2 separate regions of the Gossypium hirsutum genome follow, and region 2 is linked to region 1. Evidence: chromatin contacts called from public Hi-C data. All regions are on one chromosome and are shown on one strand. The core of a region is the stretch at or near the end of the contact, and the rest is flanking DNA. Distances in the headings are between cores, read along the strand shown.

Region 1 (3,743 bases), core at 603-3,102:
GATGTTGACTTTCAAAATGACTGGTAAAATAAAGCACACACATTCAAATCGATCCACGAGCTGCTCAGTAAGGGAGAGAAGAGAAGAGACCCACAGGCCAAAAACCTAATATCTTTGTATGTATTTTTTTTACGGTGGGCAAAAACCAAGGAGTTAGCAGCAAAGGGCAAAGGGGAAGATCAAACCAAGGCGGTAAACATACGTACAGAAAACTCACATGAGCTTCCTTCCTGACAACGTTAATGATTAATTACCTTGAGAAAAGAGTGCCACAATCACATCTGTACTCTCTAGTGCCGCAAGTCTTTGAATGAGCTTTCCAATCCGATTGCACGGCATACCTCTTGGAACACTTCTCACACTTCCATTTCTTCTCACCATGTTTTCTTGAGTAATGCTTTTTGATGCCAGTGAGGTCGCCAAGTGCCTTAGAAGGGTCATGGTGGACGCATGTGGGTTCTGGGCAAAGATAAACTTTCCTCTTCACTTCTTTTGTTGTCTTTTGTCTTAGCTTCCAAGGCAGATTGTGTCCTCTTCTGTGGAGCTGTAAATTTTGCTCCCTTTGGAACCCTTTGTTGCATACCTCACAAATGAACCTGTTTGTTGCCATTAGAGTCTTGGGAGATAGTGCTATCACTTCCGCATCTGGATCTGCTATTGAGAAATGACAAACAACAAATCATTAGAAAAATAGGGGATGAAAAACAATATATATATAAGGCTTAATCGAGGGAGTGAAAGAATAACCATCTGAGAACTGTCAAGATTAAATCATGATGAAAACTGACAAATTTTTAGATTAGGGTTCATTGAGAGGTAATATTCATTTTTTTAATAAAAAAAAGAAAGAAAGGAGTGAACAAGAACAAGAACATAAACCCTCTTTCTCTATTGACTTTACTCATTGGATACTTGAGCTAAAAAGCCTTAGGGAAAAGAAAACAAACAAACAAACCATAATATTTTTTTTCTGCTCAGCAAACAGACCATAATCAGATGTATGTAAAGAGATACTTGCATGATGTTCCAGGGTGATTTCTCTTTCTCTTCTGAGGTGCAGTGGTTGGAGCAGTTGACGAAGTGGGTGTAGCGGTGGATGATTGTACTTGCATCATCTGGTTTTGATTTTCTTCCCTGGTTCCAAAAAAAGGTGTGGACGATGAGGCGGCGGCCATCTACAAAGCTTATTAATTTTATTAGCTTGCTTGCTATCGTTTCTAGTTTCTTGTGGTTAGCCAAGCTGCTATTTCTTTCAGTTCTTCTTCTGGGTCCTTCAATACCAGCAAAACCAGAATTAAAAAATCACACAAAATTACCATAAACATAAAAGATTTCAGCTTTTTCTCCTATGGTTTAACCAAAGCAAAACTAAAATAAAGGGCTTCTTGCTCCCTTATAGGGGAGTTTTACCTCCCTTAACTTCTTTGAAAATCTTTTCAATCCACTAAGAAACAACAAGGCAAAAAAAAGAAAAACTTAAGAGTAAAAACCCAACAAAATACGAAGAAGAAAGTATATAAGGAGACAGAGAAAGAATCAAAAGCTATCCCATATGCATAAACAAATACATACATAAGGTCATCCCATATGAATAGTAAAAGTAGGATCTCTCTTTCTCGATACTCTGTGGTCTAGTTCGTAGTAGTAGTAGAATCTAAGTTTTCCTTCTTTTAACCTCCAAAATAATCATTTCAAGTAGAAAAAGAAATGAGAGTAAATTGAGGGGATCGATCGAAAAGGTGGGTTATTTGTGTCACTGTTGAAGCAGCTAAAATTTATGTCGTGATTCGTGATGCGGGGCGATACGTTGGGGGGCCACCGATCGAGCTGTAAGCCTTACCTTTTGAGCGCCCATCTCTCCTTCTCTTATTTCGTATCTTCTTACATAGCATCAAGACAAGCCTCCCTTTCGTCATTCCTTCCCTTCTCTTACATGTTCTCTCAATATCTTTTTTTTTTTTTAAAATTATTTTCACCCTTTTTTATGTTTATTTTGTGTACCCTTTTCAATAATTTTCTTTTCAATATTTTTTTTGGACGGTGAAAGGTGTATACTTTTTTATTGTGTCAATTTTGTTCTATTTTTAAATTTTCTATGTTTTCTTTTAAAAATTATTTTAAACTCATTCATGCAACATGAGTCTTAATATTAATGAAGATAATCATGTGGTATCCGAATAAATTTGTTACATGATATATTTCGTATTTTATCCAAAAGAGTATTATGTATTGCCTTGCTAATGAATTTCAAATAAATTTATGAGTTAGTTCTTGATATATATTAGTAAATATTATTTTTTTTATTTTATGAGCAGTTAAAAATTATCATATGTTATATTTATTTATTTTCTATTATACCTTAACTTTCTTTATTATCAGTTTACTTTTGATTAGTGTGACAAATATTTTTAATTAAATTTAATAAATAATAAATTAAGAAATTCAATTTAAATACAATTACAAATAAAATATATTTAAATAATTATAATTAAATAAAATAAGCACAAAATACTACAACAAATTAAGTTTTTAGCGACGTTTTTAGTAGTGTTTGAATCGAAAACGCCGCAAAGGTCAAACATTTAACGGCCACTGTATTGAAGAATGCCACAAATATATACCATTAGTGGCACTAACCGAAAAACGCCACAATAAGTCGTTATATGGTGGCGTTTGTTGAAATAGCGTCGCAAGTAGTACATATTTAGCTGCATTTTATGCTACGCGCCGCAAAGGTACACCAAATAGGAACAGTGTTACCGGCGTTTTCCCCATAAACACCACAAAAGGTAAAACAATAGCAGTGTTTTTGCATCAATGCCACAAAAGGTTAAAAACAATTGCGGCATTTTTATCATAAACGCCTCTAAAGGTAAAGCAATAGCGACGTTTTATCCATAAACGCCGCGAATACTTTTTAATTTTTATTGAAACGCCATTTTTATAGCTAAGCCCCCAACTCTTTTTCCCCAAATCATTTTCCCCAAATCCCTAACTTAATTTTTTCTTTTCCATCCATTTGCTGCTGGTTGTCTATCCAGTGATCCGTCTGCTACATCACCGTGGACTGTGCATTTGCCATCAATCTCTGTCTCCTTCGTTGATGTTGCTCCGTCCATTGCAAAAGGATTTTCGATCCAAACTTGCTTAAAAAGAAAGTACATTCTACTTTTCTGCATTTATTTATAGGAGAAAATTCTCCTCAGAAAATGTTTGGATTCTAGTTCTCATGGAATTCATTTTTTATGCAGCTAAATGATAAGAAGCTTGCAAAAGAGTTGTATAAGAAGTATAGCGCGGTAGCTGATACTTTTCTCTTCATTCTCTTCAGGTTTCTAATTCTATATTTCAGATTGGTCGGAATGCTTATCTGTCCTATTATATTTCAACAGATCCATAGGCGAAAAATACGTGCTTGGCAAATAATATGTGTTTTGTCACAATTTGTTGATGATGATATAGTTGGAGAAGTCACACAGTGCTTGCAAATAGCTCTCTATGTAAGTAACTGTTGCTTCTTTTAGAAAATCTAATAGTACTTTCTTAACTTACTATAGTTCGCTTAAGTTTCATAATATGGTAAGTTTGATAAGTTGTTTAGGAGAGAATAACAAGTAATTTTTTAGTTTTGAAAGAAATTTCATGAAAGCCTATCTCGAATATTTTTCCTTTTCCTGAATGCCTGCTCTGGGTTCTTGTATGTAATGTTTAGTTTACTTTATAATTCCAAAACACTGAATGCT
Region 2 (3,743 bases), core at 429-2,928, 240 kb after region 1:
AGAGCGTTGCCGTAGAATATTCAAGAAAACAACTTGTAAAACACCATTGAAGCGGATTTCTGTCAAGATTAAAGACTTCTAGTTGATTTCTTAGGAGATTATCATGAGTTTCTTTATTTTTTTTTTGGTTATACTATCTCTAGGATGTTTTTATTTGCAAGCATGAACTAATTTTCTAAATACTTAGGGAGATGAGCCCTATGATGAATTCTGTCGCTTGATTTTTATTTTGCGTAATGAATACTTAGATTTTGTTCTCAATTTCTACATTATTGATCCATGTTTGATGTGCTTAAATCAGAGGAGGAATAAACCCTGTTTAAGAGTAGATCTTGCATAATTGAGTCCAGTTGCATGCAATCCTAGAAATAGGACGATATAAATCTACCGGATTAGAGTCAAATCTAATAGGGGAGTCCATAAATTGAGTTAATACGATAATAGGGGTTTTAATTAAAAAGAAATTTCAATTAATCAATATAGAGTTAGTTGCTCTTACTCTCGAAAGAGATATTAACATAATTTAGGGATTTTTACGGATCAATATACTAAGTAAAGAAATTGCGTAATTTAGATTGATAATGACAGATGAAATCTAGGTGGGTTCTTTCTTGGGTATTGTTTTGCTTCTTGGTTGTTAATCGATTATTTTCCTGATTTTTTCTTTGTCGCGTTTGTAGTTAATTAATATAGTTAATTTTAGTTTTAATCAACCACTCAAATTTATCGGTTAAATAATAGAAAGATGGTAAAAACTAGTACTTTTAGTCTTCATGAGAACAATATCTTTGCTCACCAGAGCTATACTATTAATTGATAGGTGCACTTGCTTTAGTCAGATTTTTAATTAGCTTCGCGATGTATCAATTGTTATTGTTATAATTTTGAAATTAAAAAATATATAATTTTAAAAAAAATTAGAATATATAAATTAATCAAAAATAAAAAATTACACTAAGAATGTCTAGATTCAAATGCATCTAAACAACTTGTAGATGTTCCTTTTTAGTTCTTTTATTTATTTATATATTTTTATAAAATTTTAATTTTTATTAATTTCTATATTATAAATTTTTATACATTTTCAAATTATTATAGGATTTTTTTATATATTTTTAATTTTTATATTTTATAAAATTATATTTTTAAATAATAACCTAAAAACTGATATTTTATAAAAAAAATAAAAAATATAAACTTATTAAAAATTACATGTAGAATGAAGTTTGACAAATTTGTGTCCTAATTCATTCTAGATGTGAAAAATTATACTTCTATTTATTAATTTATATATTTTTAATTTATGATTTTGACTTGGCATATTAAGAGGTTATCGGGTGCCACTACTGAATTGGTTATCAATAGCACATCAATATAAACTAAATATATTAGTACGAACATATCAACTTCAATAGTAGAATATAAATTCATATACCAATTAAATAAAAAAAATAGATACAAAATTAAAAAACAAATATTAAACCTTAGAAAATTAACTAAAAAAAATCTATTGATTTCAGTGAACATTTTATTACGAAAAAAATTCCATCAAGTATAGTCAAATGATGTCAGGTTAATTTTTAACAATTGAACGTATTTCCGCACTATAAAGCCACAGCAGTCCAAAATCAGACAACTTTTATCTATTTAACATTACTTATAGTTACGAAAGTACTTTTCCATTAACAAAGCGAACTCCCAAAACCAAAACCAACAATTTTAAGACCCGCGCTTTCTCAGTTTCTATTCACTGTCGCCCCGCCCTTTTCCAGCTCTGCGCTCTCCTCTCTTATATTTTCTCTTCTCCTCGCCCAAATCAAAATAAAAATAAATTAAAAGGAAAACAGATTAAAATTAAAGTTAAAATGAAGCGCGTTTTCGAGGAAATCTCTGACGAAGAATGGGAGAACCACTCTTTCAAGCCTTCTCGTGTTTTGAAGAAAAACCCTAATCCTCCTCCAATTGAGTCTTTCGCTTTCAATTCCCAAACTCAGGCTAGTTTTTCCGACCAAAGCAGCGATGATTGTGTCGAAATCGAACATTTGGCTGATGATTCCAACTTGGAAGACGACGTTGAGCCCGAGGATGCCGGGCCGGTCAACCTTGCGCGTCGATTCATCGTTGATGAAGACGATGACGACGAAGAAGATGGTGATGGAAAAGACGGCAATGAGAATGCTTTTGAGGAGCTGTATGACATTGAGTCGAGTGAAGAAGAGCAATTGCAAGAGGATGACGTGGTGGGGAAGGCGTTGCAGAAGTGTGCGAAAATATCTGCGGAGCTACGGAAGGAGCTGTATGGGAGTTCCGGTGCTTCTTGCGAACGATACGCCGAAGTAGAAGCTTCTTCAGTGAGAATCGTTACACAGGTATTAAAAAAGCTTAAGGCATTCTATTTTTCTGTTTGGTTACTGAGAAAATTGAGGAAGGAAGGCCGTGATCACTTGCATTCTTATATATATATATAATCAGAATGCTTTATGAAGTTGTAAAAGGTTGTAGTAAGTTTGAGGGAGCTAAATTTAGCGAATTTTGTGATTATGATTTTTGTCTAATCTTTAGTTTAATGAAAATCACCAATAGCTTTAAATTTCATTTTTATGTTCATTTTAGGGGAGCCGGTTATTTTTTATATACTGCATGACAAAATTTGGGGAATGTATTATATGCGTTGTCTTTTCCACATCAGCTTCGTTGTTTCCTAATAGACTTGTCTATAAATTGGAATATTTCTTACTCTTGCAGAATGATATTGATGCAGCATGTGCAGTGGTGGATCCGGAATTTCAGCCAGTTCTCAAGCCATATCAACTGGTTGGTGTAAATTTTCTTCTTCTGTTGCATAGTAAGGGCATTGGTGGAGGTACTTGTTCTAATCTTTTGACATCATTGTTGGGCTGTATATTTCTAGGTCTTTTTTATTGATTTAGTACCTAAAACAAGAAATCGTAATTGTTTGTGGGGATTTGATAAGTTACTGAACATATTTCTTATCACCTGAGAAGAAAAAAGCTTCGCTCACCCTTAAGTGTTGTCATTGGCCTACATTCTTCAAGTACCTTTGAAGATTGTTAACTGTAATTGGGTGATTAAAGTTAAGATGAAGAAAAGAGACATAAAATTCTTAACTGTGGGTTGTATTATCCATTCTTCTGTTGCATAATAAATGCATTGACCTTTGTCAATCACTTTCTTGAAATGCATCAATCGCTTTTGTGGCAAAGGAAGGAGAAGGAAAAGATAAGAACCTTGAGTGATAGTAGCTTAGCGGAGTTAGATAATATGCAGGCTCTATACTCTTAGCTTTTGAGGGAATGATATTGAACTTGTTAAGTTTAAGAAAGTATGTGAAGATCTGTTGAGATTCGTACTTGTTTCAGTTAGTTTCCAATTTGATAAGAAGATTGTGAAAAGAATTTGTCAAGGTTGAGTCTTATTGCTGAATTTGATGTTGAATCGGCCAAACAGGGGATGGTTGTTCATTTTTCTTTATGATGCCATGTACTATGTTAATAGGTAAGTAATTTGGCATTCCATTTTTCTTGTTTCCTTATGAGTGCAGTACATAAATACTGATTGCTTTTGCAGCCTCTATTTCATATAATTTGGAAGGACAATTACAACTTTTTGTATATGTGCAGCTATATTGGCAGATGAGATGGGTCTTGGGAAAACCATTCAGGTACTTCAACTCTAAGTTCTTGCCCTTGATAATCCTCTGTATTTGGTTTTTATCAGACTAA

Evidence for each region. A called contact is a pair of places that touch in the nucleus more often than the background predicts.
Region 2: a Hi-C map of leaf shows a contact between it and region 1, with 3 times the contacts expected there. The contact joins the promoter of LOC107909934 here to the promoter of LOC107909938 in region 1. A contact is called at or near these places in 9 of 34 Hi-C or Micro-C datasets (callus, hypocotyl, leaf and 1 more).

Annotation. Positions count from the first base shown.
Region 1 is chrD02:51,233,609-51,237,351 of Gossypium_hirsutum_v2.1, forward strand. LOC107909938 (protein indeterminate-domain 5, chloroplastic) reads right to left here and starts at 1,853. Exons shown (of 4, transcript XM_041088255.1): 1 at 1,411-1,853; 2 at 1,019-1,271; 3 at 255-651. The coding sequence starts at 1,175. LOC107909937 (a long non-coding RNA gene) reads left to right here and starts at 2,783. Exons shown (of 8, transcript XR_005910260.1): 1 at 2,783-3,158; 2 at 3,252-3,299; 3 at 3,393-3,743.
Region 2 is chrD02:51,474,206-51,477,948 of Gossypium_hirsutum_v2.1, forward strand. It overlaps LOC107909934 (protein CHROMATIN REMODELING 19), which reads left to right and starts at 1,679. Exons shown (of 12, transcript XM_016837644.2): 1 at 1,679-2,369; 2 at 2,746-2,863; 3 at 3,642-3,682. The coding sequence starts at 1,866.